3 separate regions of the Mus musculus genome follow, and all the other regions are linked to region 1. A link is a contact called in public promoter capture Hi-C data. All regions are on one chromosome and are shown on one strand. The core of a region is the stretch at or near the end of the contact, and the rest is flanking DNA. Distances in the headings are between cores, read along the strand shown.

Region 1 (4,166 bases), core at 533-3,032:
TCTCCTGTAACTATGAATTCTGCTTCTTTGGGTTCAAACACACTTGAATACAAATATTGTCTTTAAAAAGCATATCACTACCAGACAGGCATTTCTCTTATTCCATAAACAACCATAACAACTACTTACATGACATTTATACATAGTAGACATTACAAATAATCTAGAGATGGCTTAAACCATACCAGAGGTCTATGAAAATCTTAACACGTGTTCTGTAACAGATTTAGCATTCCCAGCGATCCTAGAAACCAGTCCTTGGAGTGAAAATTTGAGTCATGATTGCATTTGTTTAGAGACTCAGGATGCTTGTGCACCATCCTTTGACTAGATTCTGAAGGGTTCCTTTGTATGGTACAGAAATTAGAGATGAAGGAGAGTTTGATAGAAACTTCAAGAAGGAAGGTAGGTGTTGGCTGTTAGGAATCTCCATGGGACATAGGCATTCAGACTTATATAAGTGCAGGTAAAGAGGGGTGATAAAAAAATGTCCTGATTGGGGTGAGCTGGGTGACACAGGAAGAAGGCAGTGGCCTGGGATTAACCAAGATAGCACAATCCTTAGTTAAAAGCAATGCTATTATCAAGAAAAGCCTCCAGCCTCCAGCAGGCTTACGATTCTTAACCTGAGAATCTAGAGACAAGGGAGGGAATTCCCAAGAGCTTCAACCTGCTTCTCTCTGTATTTTATGAAAAAGCTTACTGTCAGTGTTTCTAAAATCCCTTCTCTTGGGGAGATAGGAGCATTGTCAACACCCTCCTCCTGGGCCCTAACAACAAAACAGTGTTCACCCCCACACAGTTTAGCCTGTGGACCTGGAGTTTATTGGCCATACCCTACAGAGGTAAGAGGTTGCTGACAGGATCTTGGGTGCTCACAAAACAACTTCACTTAACATGATTAATGGTCTCTTCATCTCCTTGCTCTAGTTTTTCCAAGCCTATGTGTTCTAGTACCTCCTTCCCCTAGACACAGACTATTGGCAATGGGGGGCAAAATTGCAAAGAAATGACTGGGAGAAGTGTTTAGACATCAGGTGAGGATCCAATGACCTTCCCAACCCCTCCTTCTGTGAAAGAAAGCCAGCAATCCACAGGCCCAAACTTGATGCATTCCTGCAAGCAGGCATAGCTACTTATAATGATGGTGGCAAATTGGCTGCAAGGGAAGTACTTTATAGCATCCAGTATTAACGAAACTGTCGTGTCTATGATTAGTAGTTGAAAATATATTTCTAAGGTTTTTTTTTTTTTAATTATGGAAGTAAAATTCCTATTTGTGTTGAAGTTAATGTTTGCATGCCAAAAGATTAGCTTTCTAAACGATCCTACAAATAAAAACAAGCAATTTCAGTTTGGAACATGAAAATAACGTCAGTCCCATCCAACAGGGTCCTTTGCTTTCTGGCTCCGGTGCCTTCTCTCTGGCCTTAAACATTTCACTTCTACTAATTACTGATAGTGTTTTAGTCTCTCTTTTCTGCGAAAAGGGGACATTGTTGGGACTTCCCCAGCAAGCCACAGTTATGAGCACCAGGGGGAGTTCAGGTAAGCAAGCACCACCCTAGAGAAGATCGCCTTTTGGCAAACCATCTCACTTACTTGCAATGGCGTCCCTAAGAGAAGGCACACGGCACAGGGGACAAGCAGGGTGGGTGCGCTGCAGTAAAACTACCAGTGCCCATGACTCCATCGATGACACGGGCCAGTCCCCAGGCCCCTTCTGCGCCTCCTTGCGGGATCCCCAAGCTCTCCTTCCCACCCACCAGCCCCGCCCCCTTCCCGACCTCCCAACTCCGAGTCCATTCAAACCTCGCTGCCTTCGCCTGGCATTGCCAAGCGTGTTAATTGGGGAAACTCCTCCCCGCCGCGGCCGGCGGGCACCACCGAGGCAACCGCGACCTCCCGCCACGCTTCGGAGCGCAGCTGCCCCAGCGCAGAGCCCCGAGCCGGCCCGGGAGGTGGGGGGCTCGGGCTGCGGGAGGAGGGTGCCCGGCCACCTGCTGCCCCCCCTTCCCCGTGCTGATCGCTCCCGAGAGCGGACGCACCCCAGCTCGTGTGCGCCCCGCAGAGCCGGACCGTCGGGGACGCGGCGCTCGGAGCAGACACCTGTCCCTCCCAGTCCGCAGAACCCTGGGCGCTGCAGCCCGTGGGAGTCTAGTAGGCGCCGGAGCAAGTAGAGACCAAGCCCTGCAGAGGCCTCGGACCCGCTCCCGGAGAGCCATGGCTGCAAAGCTGCTGCTTCTCCTCTGCCTGTTCTCGGGCTTGCATGCTCGGTAAGTGGCTCCCAGGCGTTTCCAAGAGGCCGGCGGGGGCGGAAGGGCGGCGGGGGGCGCCGTCTGCCGGCCGCCAGTCCCAGGTGCGCGCCGTCCACTGGGCTGCAGAAGAGGGAAGGTTCCCGCACCTCACCTCCTCACCTGTAGGTCTCCCCCAGGTCCAGACCTCAGCTCCAAGGCCGCCACAGCCCTCTGCAAGCCGGTTTGTGTGGGGACTGTTTGGGTGATTATAGGATGTGGTGGTTTCAAGGGACTTGGGAAATCAAAATGATGAGGCAGTAGCCTTATCTTTCTCATCAGTTATCCAAGGGCTTTCTGACATGCATTGGTTAACACTCTATATGTTCCAGCACTGAAAAGAAACCTCCGGACCCAGGAATTCTGTTTTCTCAACCACCCTATATAGATTACAGAAGAGGTAATTTGCAGGAGGAAAGTGGAGGGGGCTGGGGCAGGTGGTCAGGAAGAGCCCTGCTTCTTCTCCAGGTCCTACAGCAGCACACACAAGCACCCCATCTCTATTAAAGAATCAGGTTGCGGTTCACATGGAAGCTTCTTGAAGCTGTAAGAAATTATCTCACTGTGAATACCCCAAACCAGCACCAGTCAGCTAACAGAAGATTCACCCCGCAGACAGAGAAGGGCTCAGAAGAAGGACAGTGGCACCAGAAGGGTTAAAGCCTGTTGCCATAAACACAACTAGAGATGCTGACATGGTTTAATTCCACCTCCTAGATTGGTGCTCTGATTAGCTCCTGCAGAACTAACCTGAGTTTTGGAAATTCCTGGTTGTCTCCCCAACTGTCACCCTAGGAATTGGAGGACACCCCATTCCCAGAACACACTTGTTTTGACATTTCTCAATTCCCTGGCTTAGAAAGCAAATTAGAAAGGAGCTATCCCTGAGGGTCACAGGTCCTATAGCTGTCACAGGCTTTTATTTCATTCACATTTGTGAAATACTGGAACTCGGACGACAGCCTAATAACCCCCCCCCCCAAACTATGAGAGAGGGCTTCCCAAATTCTTACTGCAACCATAAATAAAGTCCTGCCCCACCGGCCAGGACTTGTTTTTCCTGAATTGACACTGGAGACTTGAACAGTCATTCAGGAAGCAGAGGATCCGAGGCCTCTCCACCAAAGTTTCTTCTCTCCAGGGAGGGAGTTAGAAAGTGCAGTGGAAAGTGTCTTTTGAAGGAGATTGTGCCTGGAGGAATCTTAGTTTAGAGGCAGATACCACCAGAAGCATCAGGAAAGCTACAGTCCCATCACCCAGTCCCTTGCCATAGCCATCAACTCAAAAACCTAGCTTGCAGTTCAGGGTTCAGTCAGTTATTTAGATTTATAGTTGCGGTTCTGGAAGGAAAGCTGCCTGTTTCCCTCATCATTATGTATGTTCCCAGAGAAGATGGAGCACTCTGGTTTCTGAAGATTCCCAAAGACACACAATCTCCAAGGATTCTTCATCTTTCCTTTCCAGCCAAGGTGCACATACTAATGTAATATGCACTCTATTGAGTTTTCAGTCTTGGTAATTATGATTGTAACTCAGTTTAAAAAGAACCCATTTTGTATTTATTGCTATATGTCTCACTTTTGAGGAGGTTACTATTTTTTTTAAAAACGGGTTTTTACAAACATGTAAATAATTGAATGGTCCATCCATCTTTCAATCTATTTTTTAGTTTTTAGAGGATTCTCTTCAGCATTCAAGATGCCTAGCTGGTATGGTTCCCTTGTAGATAAGTTCCGACAGGATGCTCTGTGGTTTTGCAGTGGGGGGTGCCTGCCTACAACAGGGGGTGCCCCTGACACTCATGGCTGAGCTTATTGCACAGGAAAATGCAGTGCTTCCTTTCAATGGTTACTGATTTGGGGGGTTCAGGAG
Region 2 (4,166 bases), core at 1,106-3,605, 970 kb after region 1:
ACACACACACACACACTTGGGAGAGGGAGGGCGGGCTTGTGGCCCTGCAATTTCCCTCCAAGGTCACCTTCCCTAGCCAGAGGACTCACTCATCACCTACCCATTGGGGAAGTCCTGCAACCTGCATTGTCAAGTTCGTGGAGGGGACAGGGTGCCTTTGTTGCTCACATTCCTATTCCTCTTAGGATAGCCTTATTTAGTTCTCATAAATGGCATATTGGGATCCAATCCAGATCCTCCCTCTGCAGAAACCCAGCCATGAGTGCCTATAACTGCTGTGTTATTTAGCCTAATTGCAGGCCACTGGACCTGGCTCAGCTCTCTATATTATTTTGTTTCAGAACATTTTAGAAAAAAAGAAAAAGGCTAAAACCAAAAATGGCATCAAGTAAAAAACAAAATGTAAGTGTGTGTGTGAAGGACCTTTGACCTTTATCATGCATGGTTTTCTGATCCCAGCTACGACAGCCAACAGCAACACTTGCTAGAATGCCTCCTTGTGGGCCTGGAAACAGACCTGGGATGAGAAACTGCTGAAGAAAAAAATGGCGTTCAAAAAACTGACTTCACACATGAGCTAAATGGCAATACACACAACTATGTGTATCCAAAACAAAAAAAAAAAAAAACACAACAATTTTTAAGAACTATAAAATTATGTGCACAAGTGTGCATCATTTGAATTCAGGCCAGGACAAAAATTATAACATTTTAAATCCAAACGTTGCCACAAAATCTTTCCCATTCAAACGAAGGAGTATGAAAAAAAGGGAGGGAGGCTTCAACAAAGAAAAACTGTCATAGAATTCTCAGTGCTTAGCTATGTATTTCAGGTTCCCTTGAGGGCACTGTAGCAGAGACCTAGAAATTCTCTGCTATGGGGCTATACTCAGATTCCCACAAGCTCTTGTCCACTGCAGACAGGAAGAATGAGCAAGGAAAGAAAGGCAGGTGAGTGTAAAGGGTGTAAAGGGGATTCCCAGGCATGGAAAAATGTGTCCAAATATTGAAATATCTCAACACCAAGATCCCCATAGCTTCTATTGACTTAGCCTATTCCAGGCCCAGGGCAACATCATGAAGCCTAGTCTTAAAACTAGAAAAAACAGCTAATAGCAAACTTTGTCTCTCACCAAACCCTGGAACATGGATGCCTTCCATAATCTACACTGCTCTCAGTACAACGTTCCTGGAAGCCTTATCCAGACAACATGGAAAACTGAGCTCATCTCCTGACTGATTCTTTCTCCTCTGGGCATAAATCAAATACTCATGGTGCCATCCTGCCATTTATGGGCTAATTCTCTGACTATCCTCCCTCCAAATGATAACTCGTTCTTTCCTGACTGTGCAAAGTAGAACTCTACAACTGACACACATGAGCTGTTCTGTGTACACAGTTCACATAATGAATGTGTTGGAGATCACTACAACATAAGGAACTGTATTAAAGGGTCACATCACTACTATTTTCCTGCAGCCACGGCAGCTCCTCACCAAGAGGCCTCTGACTCCCAACTGCATCTGTACTAATAGTCCTTTGAAACAGCAGCTGTCTGCCAGCACTTTGGCCCTTGGTGAGTTTCCCTAAGTGTTCCCTACATGCCGAAAGCTCTACATCTGTGGAGAATGAAGACACTTCCAGAGAGAAGGAAGTCTCTGTAGACAGGAAACCTGGTGCCCCTCAAACCACTGATCAGTCAGTGGGTCAGAGCCAAATCAGTGAGGGAAACTGCCAAACACAGGTTCACAGTAGGGAGTCACTCTACACACCTGGCCTTGGACAAAGGAGGCTAGAGATCCATAAAACAGCCCTTGAAACCCAGAGGCATTGGCTCCAGCTTTCCACAGTTGGCCCAGGGGAAGAGTCTGCTGCAGGTAGGCAGGCACTTAGTGGGTGGAAGAAGAAGGGGGCACATTCTCAAGCCCTGGTCTTTTATTAAGCAATGGAAAATTCCCAGGCAGTGTATCACTGACTGCAAAGGAAAAAATAAAACCAAAAGCAGTAATAGGCAGCTGGCTAGTTCCACATCACTGGCCGTGGGCCACACAAGCACTCTGCAAGCCTGCTGTTTGGCTCTGCTGTCAGCGTCTAGAAATGAGCGCAGGCTAAACTGTAGAAAGATTTCTGGTGATTAGATAAAAGCCAGAATTCCTTAGGCACTTGCAAAACTGGTTCCTAGCTGCCAAAAGAAGTCATTCCCCATACCCCTAGCAGAGGGGACAAGTGGCTACCTGTGGTGCCAATCAGCATATCAAAGTCGATGCTGGCCACCAGACCCTCTCAGTACCTGTTACACAACTCTAAGTCCATGCTAGCATCCTGCCCTTTCCTCCTCCAGATACTCATCCTCCTTATGATTCAAAGGATGTCTCCCCCCACACTCTGTAGCCGGTCTCTCTTTCACTGTTCATGCTCTTGTTCACCACTCCCTCTTGCTGTCTCTGTCCTCTCTCTCCTTCCTTTCCTCCCTCCCTCCCTCCCTTTCCCCATCCTACTCTCTCCTCTATTTCTTGCTACCTCACTATCTCCACCATTCTCTCCCATTCTTTCCCATCTCTAGAACTGACTAGGCCCCCATCTAATTTCTCTTTCTCTCTACTCTGGACTCCTCCAGATACCTCTGGACATTATCTCTTAGTCACAATTAAAACAAACAAACAAAAACAAAAACAAAAATCCTTATCTTAATAACGAAGCAATTCTGCTGGCAGTCTCGTTCATGCCCCCTCCCCTGCACCCCACCCCACATCTCCATCCTCCACTCCCTTGGATACACCCATAGAGTGCAGAGGACCACTGCATCACCTTCCACAGGAGCAAAAGAAGGCTCTGCATGGGCATTTGCCATCACATTGTACCAGCACAGGTGTAGGATTCCCAATCCGCATCTGCACTTATGCAGGTGCAGGTGCCAGGACAGAGAAGGAGAGAGAGCTGTTACCAGATGCAAAATCAACAAAGCAAAGGTTAAGGAGATGGTAAAAAGAGGCACCCTGTCTCTTGTGATGCAATGGTGTGTCTCAGATAGGGGAGGCCCAGCCGGAGGGGCAGGCAGAGATGGAGCCTATGACTCTGGGGGACACAGTAAAGCTCTAAGAGAGCCTGAAGAGTGGTATAGTTTGAAGATATAAACAAAGAGTTACTTAGGGAAAAGCAACCTACCATGATTAATTCCTATTTTTATCCATTTATGCCAGGCATGGCTCTTTTTTTTTTCAACATGAATATGCATGAGTTTCCCTAATAAAATCCCTCCGTCTCCTTTGTTTAAGGAGACTGGTGCTTTGGGAGTTATCCCAGAGCTCTTCTTACTTGTGCTCCTAATAAAGCTTCCTTAGGTCTTTTATTGCCTCGTGTGCTGATTGGCTTTGCACTCATCCAAGGAGGGTGAACTCACTGTGGTCTGCCACAGGCTGAACTATCAAATAAAATGGTCCTCACTAAAACTCGATGAATAAAATTGTTAACCGCTAAGGTTCTCTACTTAGAATTTTTGAAAAGTTATTTACATAGTGTTTGAGTGTTTTTTAAGAAACTAAAAAGAAATGTGAAGAAAAGAGTTTGGTTCTTTTTTCATTTTATCCAAATGAATGTTCGGTCTTCATTCTGCCTGTGCACCACGTGCATTTCCAGTGCCCTTAGAGGCCTGAAGAGGGTGTTGGGTCCCCTGGGATTGCAGTTATAGATGATTGTGAGCCACTATGTGAATGACAGTAGCCTTAACTACTGATCCATCTCTTCAGCCCACGAAACAATATTTTAAAAGAACAAAAATAAAGCATTGGAACGAGATACAGCAAAGACTTGAAGAGAAGATAGAAACCTCGCCCAGGATAAAAGAAATACATCACATGAACAATAAGCCTTGAGTGCCAAACACAACTATGAAGCAAATAAGGAAAAGCTGTGATGAAATGTGCTAAAGTGTAAGTCATAAAAGACCTTCTCTAGTAAGCCATGAAGGAGTAAGCAAAGCAAGGAGGGTCCGTATATGATCTAATTACACCATGTCACATACAGCGCGTACAGAATTCTGCTCACAAGCACATGAGGAAGTCTGACTATGTCTTTGCCTTTGTCTCAGCACTTTCTATTCGTTTAACTTTCAGGAAATAAAACATTACAGACAAATGATCTCAGTTCCTCATAGTATTGCCATTAC
Region 3 (4,166 bases), core at 1,212-3,711, 620 kb after region 1:
ATGATCTGCTGTGGTGCTGGCTGCACAAAGCTATGCAGAACAGGTTCAGGCTTGCAGTGACACATCCTGCAGGGAGCTAGGATGAGAGCCATCTTCTGACGCTCAGAAGGGGTTCGGTTGTAGAAGCCAGGCTTTCAAACACACTCTCACCTCAGACGATGAGATCAAGCAGAAGCCTAGGGCCCGAAATTAATTGCTTTAATATCTTTTCTTTTGGTGTAGATTTCACTGGCAGGCTCAGGTGGGGTCCCAGGGAGAGGCCAGTTGTCAGTCAAAGGGAAGGCAGCACTTCCAGCAATGTGACTAAAGCATCATAGCTTAATGTGCACAGCTGATATTTCTGAAGTTTATTCATGCTTTAAGTTTAGTAGCAACTCATGGTACTTTTCCAAAGTCCACAAACATCACTGTGTGTATGAAGTTTAGATATTGCCAGTGCTGAAGATAAAGCTTTAAAATGCTTCCCTGGCCATCTGCTCTAAGCAGAGAAGACAAGGGGCTGAACCCTAGGGCCAGATGGCCATACGTTGTTTGAACTGCACTGTGCCACTTATATGGTATTTGGCCCTGGGCAGCTCCTGTGAGCATCACAAATGAGCTTACCTGGTATTGATGCAGGAGAAAAATTGAGGTAATAAAATTGATACAATAAAGAATTTACTGATAAAGTTGCTTAGGGGAAATTAAGTTACATGAAGTTGAATTTATCTAAGGAGCACTGTCACCAATATGACTGGGAGATAAGTAATACACTGGCCATGTTTGTTAGCTGAAGGAACACTAGAGATAAATAGTACACTGACCAAGGCCTGTTAAGAAACCATAGGAAGCAAAATTGTACTGTAGTTGAAGTTTAGGACTGCTGAGAAAGTTTCTGCTTCTGTTTGGTCACCAAGTTTGACCTCCAATTAGGTTCTGTTTCTATAGCAGAAGGAGACAAGGCTGACATACAACAGGCCATTAGGCCCATCTCCTTATCAAAAACCATGCCTTTAAGGGGCAGCTCAGGGGAAGAGGGCAGCACAGGATGACGGACATTATAACATCCCGCTCTACTAAAGAGTCTCCACGTCTCTTAACAATGGCATAATTCCGCCAGCTGAGCAAGAGAATACTGGTGTACTTAAGAAGCAATTCTGGCCATCGCTTTGCTGTAAGAATCTCCCATCTGCCCAGGTAGACAGACTTGAAATTTCCTGTGCCTATTTAACTTGTTGAAAGTGTAACCTGGGTATAGGATGAGAAAAGGATCTAAGGGTGGCAGCATATATGGAATACACAAGCCTAAGTTGTATACAACTTAGTAAAGGCTGTTTGTGGCTACCTCTTCTTGGGGCATTCACCAGAAATGGACATGAGCTATCATTAAAAGAGTTTGGCTTGATTTTCTTTTCCTGAGTGTGTAGAGTAAATTCTCACTGGGGGTGAGGTGGGGATTTCAGCCTCAGAGTGCAGCCTCTGACAGTTGCTGTGACCATAACAATGACGAGGAGATTGTTATCTCCTTTGGTCGCTACTGTGAATTTCAGTGAGCGAACCTATGTCAAGTGCATAGCTGTCATCTATAAATAGAAATAATATCTATTATTATTATTGCCTGAAGGCATTTGCTATGAGGGAGAGTCAGGGTATTTATGCATTAGCTTCCTTTACTAAATAGACCATTAATTTACCTGCTAGCATTTAACTCAGTAAGGCACATTTTAACAGGGATATATGGTGAGATTTATAACTTGAATGAGAATAGAAATATGTGTTTAAATACCTCTCATAGAATAAAGTAAAACTTCAATCTCTTCACATTTACCTCAATGCAGTCTGGAAAATAAACCACTCCAGGTTCATAGTTATCATTCTAAAAATAGCGACAGTCTCTTTGACTATAAGATTGAGTGAAAAAAAAAACCCTCAAAATCTACCAAGTCATCCTTCCTCTATAATTCCCAGAGGAAAGTGGGAATCCTCTGCTTGGTATAATGATCCTTTCCACTAAAAGATGAAAATTCATGATTGAATTCATAAATGAACATATGTATCCCTTTAAAATCATATTTAATTAAGTATTCTTACCTCCAGACCTAAGTTAATTTTTACATTTAATACGGAGATAAGAACATTTGCTTGTAACATTTTATGCCTTTTGTTTGGTCTTTGCTGAACCCTCTGACCAGCACAGTGTGTATCAGTGTCTTTATTCATAGAGGAAGGTAGGCCTGGCAGGCTGCAGGCATAGCCTCCAGCAGCACACACACTATGAGCCTTGCCTGAGTTTAGGCTCTCACTGTGATGTCAATCATTTTTACCATAGCAATACTGCGAGAAAGATTTCATCTTATTAACAGGACCCGACCCTCAGTTTTCAGGGAACCTAGCAAAATCATTAAGCCAGCAAAAGCACTTGGATGCGAAACCACAAGGACAGGGAGATTTCCCACTGCTGCAAGCTCCTACCTCCAATGCGTGGGCAGCACTGCTGGGCCTGGGCCTGAAGCTTTTCTTACCATTCTGACAAGCCCAAACCAGTCGTTTTCTTCTTTAATTTTTTTCCCACTGATATAAGGTTTGTGTGATTTTGCTTTTTCAAAGGCTTGCTATCAAACTGTGCTGGTCTTATCTATTGTTCCTTGGTACTCAAAGCCTTTTTAAATCAGCGCATGGAACTCTTAAGGTATGAGCTTTACCCAGAGCTGCACGGTGTTGTGATCAGCCCTTTTATCAGGGCTAATTATGCTGAACTTAGAACAAAACTTCTTTTATGGAAAGTAGCTAGCAGTTTTAATGAGACTTGAAGATTTAGCTGGGAGTGTCGCACGACTCCCTCCATGGGTCTTAAGCAGAGGGATCAGGCTTTTCCTTTCTCTTGCAATAAATTTGCAGATAAAGAGAGTTAATGAAATGATACACTCAGCTCTTGCTTCATTCTCAGAAAAATCTGAGAATGGTGTGAAATTAGTACCACTGGCCCCTAGAACAATGGAAAATGGTTAATCCTGGTGACTGCCCACCAACCCATTAGCACTGTTGTGGAAAGTCTAGGGGAGGCAGAAGAGTTGCATATGATTATTTGATCATGGTCCTTTTCTAGATCAGATCTCTTATTTGCCTGTTGGTGTCAGTGTGTATGTGCACATATGTGAGTATGTACGTGTTATAGTGTGCTATTTCAGAACACAACTTTCACCATGTAGGTTTCAGGGATTCAACCCACCTTGCCAAGTTTGGTGACAAATATCCTTATTGGCTGGGCCACCTTATCAATCTACAGATATCTTCTTTTTTTGTTATTTTCTTTATTTATATTTCATATGTTATCCCCTTTGCTGGTCCACCCCACCCAGAAAACCTCTATTCCCATCCTCCCTCCCCCTGCTTCTATGAGGGTGTTCCACCCACCCACCCAAGCCTATCTCCCCACCTACGATTCCCCTACACTGGGGCATCTTTCTTAATGTCTTTTTTTGTTTTACTGAAGCCAAAATGTACTTTAGAGAAGGGGTTACAGAGCTCTATGTAGATTCCAAGGAGTGCTGCTTTTAATTTTTTTTTCTTGATGTAGAACAGACCATGTCCCCAGCCTATGTTTATTTCCTCTTATATTGATAAAGGAACCAGTGACAACAGTATATCTGAATTCACCTTGTGCCTGTACACCACGTGCCCTGACATAACTTTTACCCATGAGATTCTGTGTCTTCAATCTGTACAACAGACTGAAGAAAAAGATACAGCATTATTTAATAAGGAAAAATAAGCTAGTCACTTTGAACCAAAGAAAAATGCTTACACTAGTCTATAAAGTGGAAGAGGCTCATAATTTTACCAGTTCTGTTTTGGCCACGAATTTGCTGAAACTACAGAAATTCCAATGATCATCTCCTGGCATCTCTGGAGCATGATCACCTTCTAATATCAATGGTACACATTCCAAATGTTTATTATTTAAACTTTCTAATCTTTACAATCACAGAAAATATTTTTAAACCCGTCATCATTCATTGTTAGAATATGTGTGTGTGTGTGTGTGTGTGTGTGTGTGTGTGTGTGTGTGTGTGTATGTATATATATATTTCTAGAATTTTGTTTCCCTCAAGTATGTTATACTTATATAAAAATTTGATGTTATATTTTTTACAAACTCCAAAGTGGAAAAGAAGTATAATGATGAG

Evidence for each region. Promoter capture Hi-C pulls out the DNA fragments that hold promoters and counts their contacts.
Region 2: a contact with region 1 is called in a promoter capture Hi-C map of stem cell-derived epiblast-like cells, with 5 times the contacts expected there. The contact joins the enhancer-like site here to the promoter of Gabrg3 in region 1. A contact is called at or near these places in 4 of 39 promoter capture datasets (the 3T3-L1 cell line, the C10 cell line, embryonic stem cells and 1 more), 4 of 115 datasets of contacts at active chromatin or transcription factors (VIP interneurons, astrocytes, forebrain and 1 more) and 1 of 9 other capture datasets (adipose tissue).
Region 3: a promoter capture Hi-C map of hippocampal neurons shows a contact between it and region 1, with 2.6 times the contacts expected there. The contact joins the enhancer-like site here to the promoter of Gabrg3 in region 1. A contact is called at or near these places in 4 of 39 promoter capture datasets (the 3T3-L1 cell line, frontonasal cranial neural crest, hippocampal neurons and 1 more), 2 of 115 datasets of contacts at active chromatin or transcription factors (astrocytes and forebrain) and 1 of 9 other capture datasets (liver).

The regions. Positions count from the first base shown.
Region 1 is chr7:57,384,831-57,388,996 of GRCm38.p6, reverse strand. Gabrg3 (gamma-aminobutyric acid (GABA) A receptor, subunit gamma 3) reads left to right here and starts at 1,782. Exons shown (of 10, transcript NM_008074.3): 1 at 1,782-2,276. The coding sequence starts at 2,224. It overlaps Gm9962 (predicted gene 9962), which reads right to left and starts at 1,725. Exons shown (of 3, transcript NR_033504.1): 1 at 1,603-1,725.
Region 2 is chr7:56,417,535-56,421,700 of GRCm38.p6, reverse strand. The region is part of intron 21 of Oca2 (oculocutaneous albinism II); the gene reads right to left. Among named protein-coding and RNA genes, the nearest start is that of Oca2, 180 kb to the right of the region's middle. Within about 2 kb of position 2,355, at least 36 of the 459 cell types and tissues checked have an H3K27ac peak or open chromatin away from gene starts, as enhancers often do. A contact at or near this core is called in VIP interneurons, adipose tissue, astrocytes and 2 more, where this site is marked.
Region 3 is chr7:56,764,351-56,768,516 of GRCm38.p6, reverse strand. All of the region lies in intron 6 of Gabrg3 (gamma-aminobutyric acid (GABA) A receptor, subunit gamma 3), which reads left to right. Among named protein-coding and RNA genes, the nearest start is that of Oca2, 530 kb to the right of the region's middle. Within about 2 kb of position 2,461, at least 16 of the 459 cell types and tissues checked have an H3K27ac peak or open chromatin away from gene starts, as enhancers often do. A contact at or near this core is called in forebrain and hippocampal neurons, where this site is marked.